Regions from separate parts of the Capra hircus genome. Here region 1 is linked to region 2. The links are chromatin contacts, called in public Hi-C maps. All regions are on one chromosome and are shown on one strand. Each heading gives the region's core, a stretch centred on a gene start, on an enhancer-like site or on the middle of the called end of the contact. The rest is flanking DNA. Distances are from core to core; before and after follow the strand shown. Region 1 holds the start of ZBTB38 (zinc finger and BTB domain-containing protein 38). Region 2 has its middle 49 kb from the start of RASA2.

Evidence for each region. Hi-C and Micro-C count contacts between places; a contact is called where the count stands out from the background.
Region 1: a Hi-C map of blood shows a contact between it and region 2, with 4 times the contacts expected there. The contact joins the promoter of ZBTB38 here to the enhancer-like site in region 2. A contact is called at or near these places in 2 of 5 Hi-C or Micro-C datasets (blood and liver).

The regions. Positions count from the first base shown.
Region 1 is chr1:127,188,062-127,195,182 of ARS1.2, reverse strand. It overlaps ZBTB38 (zinc finger and BTB domain-containing protein 38), which reads left to right and starts at 5,024. Exons shown (of 6, transcript XM_018049743.1): 1 at 5,024-5,254.
Region 2 is chr1:127,039,754-127,047,368 of ARS1.2, reverse strand. No RefSeq gene overlaps it. Among named protein-coding and RNA genes, the nearest start is that of RASA2, 49 kb to the right of the region's middle. Within about 2 kb of position 2,383, at least 1 of the 5 cell types and tissues checked has an H3K27ac peak or open chromatin away from gene starts, as enhancers often do.

The DNA of each region.
Region 1 (7,121 bases), core at 3,775-6,274, 150 kb before region 2:
ATCATGTTCAGTTTTCAGTTCAGAGTATTAAACAGAAATGTGCATATGGTCTTCAAAGGGATTGGTAATGTTTCTTATTCTAGCTGATTGATATGCGGTGTTTATTCACCTTCTTTATCTCTTACATATTAAATTTTTTGTATGTGCAATATGTTATTACAAAAATTGAACACATGGAGGAGAAGATTCCTCTTCCTCTGTGTAAGCAGTTTTTTTTTTTCTGTTTTGCAGCATATTCATCTGGCATATTGGACCCAAGTGTGCACTGTTGGACTCTAAAGAATGTTGTGCTCATGGCTCTCTGAGTCTGTGTCAACAACATATTTGTGATATTTGACTTGTAACCTGAGAATCCCCCGATCTCTTGCCACATATGCAGTCTCTCCATTCACAAGGCTGTCAGTTCAAGTTACAAAGTCCCTCATGAAAAGACCTTCCCTTTTCTGGGTTAGTCCCTTCTCCCCTAAGGTCAAGCAGGATACCAGCGTCTGTCATGCATCACATCTTTGCTAAGTTCCCTCACCTAAAGCCCATACAAGAATAGATATCAACTAGGTTTGCCAGCTCACCAGTTCTGTAAACTGCCACACACTGAATCCACTTTAGACCCCTTTTAGAACTTGTACGAGTTCTAAATGGAACCCACAACAGGTACAAAGGCAGGCTCACTACACTGTCACTGAGTGAGTGGACCTGCTCCCACGTCACACTGAGGACCTGGGGCTATGAAATCATGGTTTCTGGGTTTCTCCTATCCCTCTTCTTAATGTTACTTTCTCAGAAATTTATAAACCAAGTAGAAAATTAAAGAATTATATAATCCAATTGACAGATTTGAGGGGATACCTGAACAAAATTTGGGCTTGGCTATCATGGGTGAGTGGGGAATGCCTGACGGCAAGCACAAAAATGTTTGCTACAGTTCTACACACATATATGTGTATTTTAAATCTTTCCACAATAAAATATATTGCCATGTGACTAAAAAAGAAATGAGCAGAGGCAATGAATATGAAAGGGAAATAGACATATAAAAACAAATAAACGCAGTCACATTTTGAGGTATTGAGACGTGTTGGTAGAAGAAGCAGACCCATTTGCTGAAACCCAATTTACTGATCCATGCACCGTATTTGCTTGCTGCTTTTGCTGTTTATAAAGTTTACAACAATTCTTACTGGATGGAATTTTTAAAACAACCTTTGACCATTTCTGCAAAATCTTAGTTGTTCAGAATTCCATTATAACTACATGACAGCATTTTAAGGGCTGCAAAATCTTAGTTGTTCAGAATTCCATTATAACTGCATGACAGCATTTTAAGGGCTATTCAGTCTATTGCAGCCCAGTTAGTTAGAAGAGAAGGAATATCTACAAGAAAATATTCATGAGAATATATAAAAGATAAAAGAACACAAATATATAACTCTATAAGAAAAAGGCCACCAAATTGAAACATGGACAAAGAATATGAACAGACAATTCACAGGTTCAGAAATACAGTTGGGGGCTTCCCTGTTGGCTCAGTGGTAAAGAATCTGCCTGCCAGTTCAAGAGACAGGTTCAATCCCTGGTCCAGGAAATATCCCACATGCTTTGGAGCAACTAAGCACGTGTGCCACAACTACTGAGTTTGTGCTCCAGAGACCGGGAACCACAGCTACTGAGCCCACACACCCTAGAGTCTGTGCTCAGCAACAAGAGAAGTCACAGCAATAAGAAGCCTGTGCGCCGCAACTAGAGAAAGCCCTTGTGCAGCAACAAAGACCCAGTGCAGCCAAAAAAAAAAAAAGAAATCACCATTAAAAAGTCTATGTTGACTTAGAAAACAATCTTATGATTGCCAAGAGGAAGGGATAGTCAGGGAGTTTGGGAAGGTCATGTACACACTGCTTTAGTCAAAATGGATAACCAACAAGGACCTAGTGTAGAGCACATGGAACTCTGCTCAATGTTGTGTGCCAGCCTTGTTGGGAGTTGGAGTCCAGAGGAGAAGAGATATATGTATGTGTATGACTAGGTCCCTTTGCTGTTCACCTGAAACTACCACAACATTGTTAACTGGCTATACCCCAGTACAAAATAAAAAGTTTAAAGTTTGGGTTGCGGGGAGTCTGTATTCCTTTGGGGTAGTAGGGGGAGCTAGGACAGAGTGGGTGGGGCTAGGGGATGATATGGTGGGAATGGATTAAGGACTGGAGTGGAAGGGGCAGGATCTGTGGGACCGAGGGTGATTTGGCCAGACTGGGATTGATGAGTGACGGGGAAAGGGCAGAGGGTTTGGAGAAACCAAAAGGTACTTGAAAGGACTGAGGGAAGTGAGAACAAACGGCAGTGGAAGAACCGAGGCTGATTAGAAACAACTGAAGAAACTTGATAAGAGGGAGGGGAAGGGGGTGGACTGTCAGCAGCTAGGAAGGTAAAATGGAAACAACTGGCTTTCAGTAAGCTGACCTAGAGCCACTGGCAAGCAGGACCTGTTAACACTAAGCAAGGTCCCTGCAGAAGAAGAAGGTTTGAAGCAAACAGGAAACACTAATTTTCAGAATGCGACTAACTGTGCCTTGCAGAGGCACTTCCTCTTGTCTTGGCTCTGTTATTACATTGTATTTTGCCTCTAAAGCAATTGAGATCTTTGAAGACTCCTTTGATGGTCAAAGGTTTGACTCTTCCCCATGTGATCCTAAGGTAAAAAATAGGGTACAGCTGCCTTTAGTAGAAACTTCCTCTGTTTCTTAGAATTTGGGAAGCTGCTTCAGATCCTAGGAGGGCATGAATCACGTCTCTCTGAAACAAGGTGTAGGTATGCATAAGAGCATGCAGACCTTAAGACTCTTTCTCTTCTCTCTTGGTTTGAGGCAGGCTTGGTTTTAGGAAGTAGAAGGCCCTGTGGTCACTGGATTTCTCTGTGGTTCATGCCATTTTCCACACAGTGAATCGCAGGGCAACCAGAAAGGAAAATCTTCCAGCAGTGGAGTGGTGGTATTATGGGCTGAATCATAAACCCCTGATTTCATATGTTAAAGCCCTAACATCTGTTGCTTCATAATGTGACTGTATATTGGAAATGGGACCTTTAAAAAGGTTATTAAGTTAAATGAGGCCATTAGAGTGGGTCCTAATCCAATCTGACTGGTTTTATAAGAAGAGTAAATTTGGGGACACGAGACACACCAGGATTGTGCACACACAGAGGAAAGGGCATAGCAAGAAGGGGGTCATCTGGAGGCCTGAGTAGAGAGTCTTGAGCCTTAAGGTGTGGATGGTGAACATGGCCTCACTAGGCTGAGTGAATGAAAGAAGGAGGAGACGACCTCAGACTAGGGAAAGGATGAGGGAGTCGGTGACAGCTTGTTCCACTGGAAGGTTCTAGGGGCCTTGGTATTTTGCAGAAACTAGCCACACTCAGCAGATTTCAGGTTCTTGTTTATTTATTTTTTATTGAAGTAAAGTTGAATTACAGTGTTGTTTTAATTACTGCTGTACCAGCAAAGTGACTCAGTTATACAAACCTATACATTCTTTTTCATTTTCTTTTCCATTATGGTTTATCACAGGATATTGAGGATAGTTCCCTCTGCTATACAGTAGGACCTTGTTGTTTATCCACTCTATATATGCCAGTTTGCATCTGCTAATCCCAGACTTTCCTGCTGTCTCCCATTCCCCTCCTCCTTGGCAACCATCAGTCTATTCTCTCTGTCCCTTTTTTTTTTTTTCCTGTTTCATAGATAGGTTCATTTGTCTTATTTTAGATTCCGCATGTAAGTGATATCATATGTATAAGTATTTATCTTTCTCCTTCTGACTTCACTTAGTATGATAATCTCTCGTTGCATCCATGTTGCAGCAAATGGCATTCTTTTGCTCTTTTTATGGCTGAGTAGTATTCCACTGTATATATGTACCTCATCTTCTTTATCCTCTCATCTGTCAATGGATATTTAGATGGTTTCCATGTTTTGGCTAGTGTAAACAGCACTGCTATAAACATAGGGGTGCATGTATCTTTTTGAACCATGTTTTTCTCTGGACATATGCCCAAGAGAGGGATTGCTGGACCATCTGGTAATTCTATTTTTAATTTTCTGAGGAACCTCCGTACTGTTTCCACAGTGGCTGTATCAACTTACATTCCCACCAACAGTGCAGGAGGGTTCCCTTTTCTCCACACCGTCTCCAGCATTTATTATTTGTAGGCTTTTTAATGATGGCCATTCTGACCGTCATGAGATGGTACCTCATTGTAGTTTTGATTTGCATTTCTCTAATAATTAGTGATGTTGAGCATCTTTTCCTGTGCCTATTGGCCATCTGTATTTCTCCTTTGGACAAAAGTCTCTAGGTCTTCTGCTCACTTTTTTGATTGGGTTGTTTGGGGTTTTTTTGTTTTTGTTGTTTGTTTTTGTTGTTGTTGTTGTTGTTGAGTTATATGAGCTGTTTGTGTATTTTGGAAATTAAGCCTTTGTCAGTCACATCGTTTGCAAGTATTTTCTCCCTATTCTCGAGTTTCAACATTGCCTTTTTCTTTGTATAATCCCTACCTACATTCCAGCCAGTTGCTCATGGTGCCTCCAGCAGGCTCCTGATCGTCAGGGTTGTGCTCACTGCGTGTCCTCAGCAGCAGCATCCAGAACAGTGGAACTCTGCAAGTATCTGCTGAATGGATCAACAGGTTTACGTAGAGGTAGATGAGTGCATGTGCGAATCTGTATGAGTCAAGGATGCATCGCCTTCTACCACCCACAGCCATTTGTGATTCTCTCTGGGGTGAGCCCATTTCTCCTTCCACCTGTCCCTTGATGGCTCTAAAAGCCCTTAGTCATTTGGCTCCAGTGTCCTAGTTTTGGAGACCAGCTACTTATTAACTAAACCGTTGCACCACTCATTCTTATAGCCTTAAATTAGTTTGGGTTAATTCTTAACTGTTTCCTTTCTGTTCATGTGTCATTTAATGGTTTGCCTTTATCTGATTTTCCCCAATTTCCTGTGCATTTGTGGTTTTCTACAGGAGCTCTGTACCAGAGGCCTCATGCGGCCACACCAAACAAGTGTGGGCACCTAGGGTTTCTAGGAGGGCTCTCCGGCTGCTCTGGGTCTCATCTAACTGGTGTCCAACCAAACATTCCCAGCCAAGGTTATTCATGCTAGAGGAGGAAGAATGCCTGCCCCAGGGCCAGCTCTTGGGGAGAAGAAGAATTGTTGATATAGGCCAAGCCCCCAGAGAAGAAAGAGTTCACTGCAGCTGCTAAAGGTTGGTGATATACTTTTTCTCCAACTCAGTGAAAGTTGTCCATATTTGCTTTATTTCCCATGAATTTCATTAGTGTGTTTTGTCCAAATGACCTTTGGAATAAACAGGAAGAAAAAATTTTAAATCAATAGAATAAGCTGGACTTAGAGTGGACTGAGAGTTTTATCCATCATTGATTCTCCACAGCTAGTATGTGCTGGACAGGCAAATGCCTAATAAATATTTGATGACGGAAGGAGAGGAAGACAGAAGGAAAGGGTGGGGGCGGGAAGGAAAGGACTGGAGATTGCCATGGATGGAAAGAACGCTCATTTATTGCTCAAAAATAGTACGATGATATCATAGTTATGTTTTCAAAGCTAATTAGTGGCATTATCACTGACACCTAGAATCAATTAAACAAATTAAGTCACTTTGCAAATTAAAGGATGTATTTATAAAGATAAAATAATAGTAGACAACCAGAATAACAAGAATAATCAAAAAGTGTTTCTTGGAACTTAAGCATAAAGATAAACAGCAGTGCTCATATTTTAAGAGAAATTCAAAACTCTGTAATGTAACTGCCATTTGTTCTATCTATACCCAATTCTCCAAAGCAAATTTAAACAACCAACTACTTTGCTGCTGCTGCTAAGTCACTTTTGTTGTGTCCGACTCTGTGCAACCCCCTAGACAGCAGCCCACCAGGCTCTGCTGTCCCTGGGATTCTCCAGGCGAGAGCACTGGAGTGGGTTGCCATTTCCTTCTCCAATACATGAAAGTGAAAAGTGAAAGTGAAGTCGCTCAGTCGTGTCCGACTCTTAGCGACCCTGCGAACTACAGTCTACCAGGCTCCTCTGTCCATGGGATTTTCCAGGCAAGAGTACTGGAGTGGGGTGCCATTGCCTTCTGCCACCAGCTACTTTAGTTATGGATAAATGCAAGATGATCATGGAAGTGATCAAATTGACTGCAGCTGGCCGGTTTGGTATTTAGAAAAGGCCAACTAATCTGAAATTGTGGATTAAATAAATTTACAAATATGTAGACTTCCTACTGTGGAGAGGGGTTAACAACTCAAAAATATTTTATTACATGTCAATGAAAAACATCTCAGGACAGAAAAAGATTAAGGAAATTAACATTTTTAAAGTATCGATCTTTTATTTATTTGACACCATACAAGCTACACAGTTCAAGTCCAGCAAAATAATTCTATATGACACATATGTGGCAAAAGAACACACCAGCGTGATGGATGTAGAAGGGAAATAATTAAGACATATCATTTTTATAAAGTCAAGATCTCAAAACTAAGGTGTTGTTTCTTCAGCAATTCAGATAGTGACATATATTAAGGTTTTTGGTGTTAGAAAAGCTCACTATAATTTTATATCATTTTAATTTGGGGAGAATAAAATATAACTTTTAGATATATAATAAAAATAAATATAATGAAAAATAAAAATATATAATGAAAAAATAAAAAATATAATGTTTTAGAAAAATCTAAAAACATTTCCAAAGCAAAATTCCAAGACACCTCTGTTTTAACACCAGTCTTGCAAAGATTGTATTAATGAGGCATGTAATTTGTTTTGAAGGATTTGCCAGCATGATTTAGACTCTCGTGATCAGCACAACTATGTTATTAAAGAAAACTGTTGGTAACATAGGTAGAAGATGACTGGCTACTGCAAAAAAATAAAACTGTACTTTCTCAGTTGCTATGGGGTGTTCCCAAAGTTACGATTCAGGCTTTCTGTGTACAATAAATTTCACATGTGAAACTGATTACTGCGAGAGTTCAGTGGGTCCCAAACTTCAACCAGGGATGATTTTTGTCCTGTGTTTTGCCACTTGTACCTCCATTTAACATGTTTTT
Region 2 (7,615 bases), core at 1,134-3,633:
GTGTATTACTCAGCCATAAAAAAGGATGAAATATGGCCATTTGCAGCACCATGGATGGACCTAGAGATTATCATCCTAAGTGAAGTAGGTCAGACAGAGAAAGACAAATATTATATGATATCACTCACATGTGGACTCTAAAAAATAGTAAACAAAACTATATACAAAATAGAAACAGATTCACACAGAAAACAAACCTGTGGTTCCCAAAGGGGAAAGAAAGGGATAGATTAGGAGTACAGGATTAATAGATACAAACTACTATACATAAGGGGTTTCCAAGGTGGCACTAGTGGTAAAGAACCTGCCTGCAGATGCAGGAGACACGAGACGCAGGTTTTATCTCTGCGTCAGGAAGATCTCCTCAAGGAGGGCATGGCAACCCGCTCCAGTATTCCTGCTGGAGAATGGCATGGAGAGAGGAGCCTGGAGGGCTACAGTCCATAAGGTCACAGAGTCAGACGAGACTTAGCACGCGCGCACACACACTATATATAAAATAGATAAGCAACAAGGATTTATTATATAACACAGGGAATAATATTCAGTATCTTGCAATAACCTATAGTGGAAAGTAATCTGAAGAAATATAACTGAATCACTTTGCTATATACCTGAAACTAACACAATATTGTAAATCAACTCTACTTCATTTTAAAAAATAACCGCTTATTAATATTTAACATGTTCTGTAGTTTGACTGGGGTCAGCTGAACAGGCCTCCCATGCAGTTGTAATCAGATGGTGGTAGGGTGGAGTCAGCTAAGGGCTTGACTTCACTGGGCATCAAAGGAGTCACAGCCCAGCCCAGATCAAAGAGGGTGGAGGACTGGACTCCACGTCTCGATAGGGGAGTGGCAGTCACATACAGGGAGGGAAGGAATTGATGGCAGGTGTCTTTAGAGACAAGCTACTGTAAGGGATCATTCCCAGTGAGAAAACCAAGGCACAGAGAAGTTAGATCACTTACTCAAGGTCGTACCGCTTACCAACTGTGGAGAGACAGAGTTAATCCTAGGCAGCTGAATTCCAGAGCCCGCTAGAAGAGGCAAAAAGGGCCCAAGAGCGCAGCACAACCTCTCTCAAAAAAAGCTGTGGTGGTCAAGAGCACAGAGTTATCCATGGTAGAACCAGAGAGTTCCTGGGGTTCTCTCTCAGGAATTTGGGAGAGAAGAAATTCTAAAGATACTATGAATGGAAAGAAATGAGGAGAGTAAAAATTGGGTCAAATTTCAAGGCTCTCTTTATGTTGGGGGTGAAAATACGGTCTTGTGTGGCCCAAGGCAAATGGAAGATTTCGTACTTCTGCTTGTCTCCCTCCAATCAGAAAATGGAAATGTGTGTGTGTGTGTGTGCGTGTGTGTGTGTGTATGTGTGTGTGTGTGGTGTTTTTTCTTATAAGTAGTTGAAATCTAAAAATGTTAGATATCAATCCAAAAGAATCAGACACAAAGGGAGCCTACAGCTGGGACCAGAGAGTTAGAATCGAGATGTAGAACGGCCAATGCAGGAGGCACGAGAGACCCAGGTTCAATCCTGGGTCGGGAAGATCCCCTGGAGGAGGGAATGGCACCCCACTCCAGTATTCTTGCCTGGGAAGTCCCATGGACAGAGGAGCCTGGTGGGCTACAGTCCACGGGGTCACAAAGAGTCAGACACAACTGAACATATACACAGAGTAGAGCAGCCTCAGGAAGGTTTCCCAAGCTCCTTCAGCGCCCCCTGCTGTACAATGTCATAGCCCTGAAAATCTGCATCGTCACTTTCTTTAGGTAGGTCCTGGCCCCTCTATGGAAGGACAAGGAAGTGACATCTCTACTTCAAAAAGCTTACTCATTTCACTGGAGCGATGGGATGTTGCCAGAGAGAAGCTGATTCATTCCCAAGTAGTCCGTCTCCCCAACTCTGACAACCTGAGAGAATGTATTGTTTAGGTCCATCCTATTAATTTTTAGCCTCTCAGTTTTACTCAGATGGAGAAGGAAATGGCAACTCACTCCAATATTCTTGCCTGGAGAATCCCATGGACGGAGAAGCCTGGCAGAAGCCTGGCAGGCTACAGTCCATGGGGTCACAAAGAGTCAGACACAACTGAAGCAACTTCACTTTCAGTTTTACTTGGTCATAAGGCTAAGTCTGAGACTTCCCTGGCCATCCAGTGGTTAAACCTCCATGATTTCAATGCAGGGTTCAATCCCTGGTTGGGGAACTAAGATCCCACATGCTGCACAGCACAGCCAAAAATTAAAAAAATTAAAAAAAAGGCCAGGTTGTACACATTGACTGGGACACGCCCAGTTCCTGTATACATGTGGTGAGTGGGAAAAGCAGTGGGCCATTTCTCAGGCGTTTTCTGATATTTTTTCCTCCCAAAGACCAAGGGTGAGTGTTCCGGGTCACAGTTTCTGTCGTCTCTCATCACAGTGGGAACCAGCACAGCTCCTTCTCTGCTGTTGCTCAGGCTGATATGATAACATTCCAGCCACTGGAAAGTGCTCACCACCCACTCAGCATTGTTCTTTTACCAGGCAAGAGGCCCCCTCCCCTTGGGGCAAAGAGTCTGAAGGGCCAGCAGAGATGGGCCAGCCCAGAGTCTGAGCCATCTCCCACACCACACTCTGAACACGCAGGACCTAAGGTTCCCTGTCCCCTTCCAGGACCTGCTCAGGCCTGTTTTCTGCCAGTATCAGTCCCCCAGACCCCAGGGACCAGTAAGGGGCAGCTGTTTGCAGGGCATGTGGACAGAGTTGGGATGTAGTTTCAGGGTCCACGTGAGGTCCCCATCCTTGTGGTAAGGAGCAGAACTGAGGGTAGGAAGCAATGGGAGGAAGACCAGGGCCCAGTCCTTCTTGTGCTGTCTTGTTCCAGCCTGAAGCAATAAAGAAACAGGAACTGCAAATTCGAACCGGACCTTTCAGGTTGTTAGCAGAGTGTGTTTGCCAAGGGAAGAGAATAGAGCATATTTAATTAAGTGCTTGTTAGGCTGATTTATAACTTTTAAGTATTCTGATATATAGACCTCCATCTATGTTCTTACCCTCAACCTTGCAACTGTTTGGGGTGGGGGAGGTGTAGCTGTCACTTTCCTTAAAATGTCTGCCTTTCCATCACAATGTCTGTGTACAAGCTCTGGGATGTATTGAAATGTCCATACCCACCTTTACCCCACCCTTATCCACAGGCATAATCATTTCTCAATATATCTAGGTCAAGGGCCCCTTTACTGCAGCAATGTGGATGGACCTAGAGGTTGTCATACTGAGTGAAGTAAGTCAGACACAGAAAGAGAAATATCATATAGTATCACTTATATGTATATATATTTAAATATATTCATGTATTTAAAATATTTAAATATATTATATATTTAAATATATCTTACATACTTAAATATAAAATATACAAATGAACTTATTAACAGAACAGAAACAGAGTTGTGGATGTTAGAAACAAACGTATGGTTACCAGGGGATAAGGCGAAGGAGGGATACATTGGGAGATTGGGACTGACATATACACATTACTTTGTATAAAATAGATAACTAATAAGAACCTGCTGTATAGCACCGGGAGCTCACTCAGTACTCTGTAATGGCCTACATAAGGAAAGAATCTAAAATCGAGTGGCTATATGTACACATATAAACTAATTTACTTTGCTGTATGTCTGAAGCTAACACATTATAAATCAGCCATACTCCAATAAAATTTTTAAATAATAATAAATAACTAAAAGCCCCTTTAAAAGGGTCTTGTTTATAGCACTGGAGGAGACAACCCCTCACACCTCTGTTGGCCCATTTATATTCCAACCCTGCTATCAGACAACCAGCCCCTCCAAGCTGAGCCCAGAACTGGCTTATTTAGCTCCATGTAGACAGCATCAGCGGAGAAGGCAATGGTACCCCACTCCAGTACTCTTGCTTGGAAAATCCCATGGATGGAGGAGCCTGGTAGGCTCCAGTCCATGGGGTCACTAAGAGTCGGGCACGAGTGAGCGACTTCAGTTTCACTTTTCACTTTCATGCAGTGGAGAAGGAAATGGCAACCCACTCCAGTATTCTTGCCTGGAGAATCCCAGGGACAGAGGAGCCTAGTGGGCTGCCGTCTATGGGGTCGCACAGAGTCGGACACGACTGAAGCAACTTAGCAGCAGCAGACAGCATCAGAACAGCGCTCTCAAACACGCGTCACCTATTAAGAGCTCCATTCTAGGATGACCAGCCATCCCTGGTACATCCAGGAAGGATGGTTTTCTCAAGATGCAGGTCTTGCAGTGCTAAACCAAGATAGGCTTGAGAAGACCAGGATGATGGATCACCTTCATGGGGGAGAAGTCCAGAAAGAAACAGGACGTCAGCAGCCAGGACACATGAACAACGAAGTGGCCAATGTCCATGTGAAACAACTAACAGGACTGTTGACTTTCCACCACCCACCCCTGAGCCATGAGGAAATTTCCAGAGCACACAGACATCTAGCCAGGCTGCGCATGTCTGGGCTAGCAGAATGGAGGGGCAACTATGGTTACAGATGCCCTCATCTTTATTCTTTGGAAGAACCTGGAGAGAAAATACTATTTTTCACCAGTTAATAATTATTCATTTAATTTTAAGAATTAAAGGATTTTTAATAGTGGCAACTCCTACTAAAATCCTTTAATTATTTCACAAAGACCCCCTTGAGTCTCTGGTTTCTCTGAAGGACCTTCTGGGGAAACCAGCTCATCATGCAGCTTCCAGATGCCCTCACAAGGCATTTCATAGAGTCCACTCTAAGGAGCCGTGATAGTCTGACTGAGTCTTCCCAGCCCTCTCCCCTCCCCCAACCCCCATCCCACATCTGTCCTTCAAGTGTGGTGGATGGGCTTTCCTGCTGAGTTCTTTTCTGTTTTTAGGGTTAAAGCATCTGAGTTTCCTTTAGAAACCACCCCTTAATCCCTCATTCCTCAATCCTGCCTTCAGACCATGGGAGTGGGATGGGGCCGGAGTAGGGGGCAGGGCCTGGATGGGTGGGAAACACAAGATTTGGTTTCTAGCACACTGTATTTCTGGACTTTCCAGGTGGTACTGGTGGTAAAGAACCTGCCTGCCAATGCAGGAGATGAAAGAGATGTGCACTCGATCACTGGGTCAGGAAGATCCCCTGGAGAAGGGCATGGCAACCCACTCCAGTATTCTTGCCTGGAGAAGCCCATGGAGAGAGGAGCCTGGCAAACTACAGTAGTCTATAGGGTCTCAAAGAGTTAGACATGACTGAGCAACTTGGCACACACACACACTATATTTCTACATCTTAACATAAGAACAAGAAAACTGAGTCAACTGCCATATCCAGTTGTCAGTTGGATCTTCTCAATTGCCATAGACAGAATACTTGGCTTTAAGCAAAACTGGATCCAAGGGCCCAAGCTAAATGATATTCTTTTGCTTCCACTCCTCTCTTTCCTCTGTCTCACCCTTTCCTCTCTGCTCTGCTTTCCCCTGGCTTTAGTCTCAGCGTGGTTCTCCGTGATTAATGGCAAAGATGTCCATGCTGAATGGAATAAGGTTTTCCTCCCCTCAAAAAAGTCTTCAAAAAGAGCAAAGGCACTGAGGGGAGAGGGAAGGGGCAGGGGTTGTTTTGAGTACCAGCAAGCTGATATCCATCGGAGCTCCAGGAACTGCCAGCAATCTGGGTTCTTATGTTCTGTGCGGATTCTCATCAATCAGAGAGGTGACAGCTTTGGACTTGGACATTTTGCATCTATTAAACGATGGAAACAATACCTTCTTTTCAGGTTCTTCTGAGGAATAGAGATGAAAGCATATGGCACAGTCACCAGCTCAGTCGTAGCTGAATGCTGTGTGTTTCATGGTCCTTTTCACTGACTCTTCTACAGTATGTCCTAGAAGGAGGTGCGCAGTCTCTGCTAGTAGAGATTGAGTGTCAGCCATGATGCTGGAAGTTCCTGCTTTGAAACCAAGAAAAGCTACCACAATGAACACTGATGCACCGCAACCAGAGAGTAGCCCCCACTTGCCACAATCAAAGAAAAGGCTGCACAGCAAGAAAAACCCAGGACAGCCATAAGTAAATAAATAAATAAAATTACTAAAAAAAAATTTAAAAAAAATAATATATCATGGAGAAACTTCCATGGTGGGACATACGGGTCTGTCTTATTCTTTTAAGGCCTGCATGGTACTCTTCCCCTGCGTGAATCTCTAACCAGTCTCCTGAGAGACATTAAGTTGTTTCCAATCTTTTCTTTACACAAGCATTTTAGGCAGATTTTTGTAACAAAGTTTGGAGACACACAGAAAAAGAGTTTTCTGCTTACCTCTCATTTACCTGGAAAATCCAACTAATAAGAGACCTCATTCCATCCTAAGTGTTCCTGGTAGTTTGAATCAACATAATTCAAATTCTGAGCTCTCAAGCAAAAGTTCTCAGAATTATTTCGCTCTGAATTGATTGCAAACTAAACAGAAGTGCACGTGTCTTACAGGTCTTTTGTTGTTTAAGCAAAATGGAATGTGGGAGGAAGATAAAGGTATAAGACAGAATTGAAGGGAGGATGGATGAAAACTGGAATCAGGAAGTAGAAGCCTTCTCTCTCTCTCTCTCCTTGTCACCCTATATCTTTGCCTGCTTCAAGTCACCTTTATTAAGTCCTCTCTGCGCTGACCGGTCTTCTCTGCCTCTCCCTGCCTGCAGTGGAAGATGCTGGCCATCTCTGCAGGACAGGCAGAGTCTCCATCAGAGACTGTCTGCTGTGCTTGTGTTCTAATTGCCAATTTCTGGAAAAGGAAATCTGGTTCCCACCCTCCCCTACTCCCCACTGAAGGGCTTGGTTCCCCTCCTCAGTTTACCCTTGATGGAATGAACTCTGGTTAAAGGGATGGAGTTCCATTAGAAGGTGGCTGCAGAGGCCCAACCCTGAGAGCAAACCATGATCCACAGTCAGAGAAAGCGGGTTGACTGGGAGGGGCCCTCAAGTGCCCAGCATGTCCCATGGGGACAAGAGCTGCTTAGTCCATCACTGCATCAGTGTATCTCACAAAACCTATCATGGGGACCTCCTGGTGGTCCAGAGGCTAAGACTCTGAGGTCTCAGTGTAAGTGGCCTGGGTTCAATCATTGGTCAGGGAACTGGACCCTGCATGCTGCAACCAAGACCCAGTGCAGCCAAATAAATAAATTAATAATAATGTTTTTAAAAAACTGTCATGATTGCTTCGACTTTGCTGCCCAGCTTTCTTCTTTCTTACTAACAATTCTTTGTTGAGATATAATTGCTATGTAAGATTGTATATGCTTAAGGTATACAACGTGTTAGTTTGATACATTTATATATTGCAATACGATCATCACCGTAGCAATAGCTAACACCTCTATTATATTATTATATTTCTTTTTTGTGGTGAGAACAACTAAGATCTACTCTCTTGGCAACTTTGAGGTTTCTAATTCAGAATTGTTGATACTGTGCATTAAATCTCCAGAACTTATCTATTAGTTGAAAGTTTGTACTCTAAACAACATCTCCCCACTTACTCCCATTGCAATCCCTGGTGATCCCATTCTACTCTGTTTTTTATGTTTATTTATGAGGCTGCATAGGGTCTTAGCA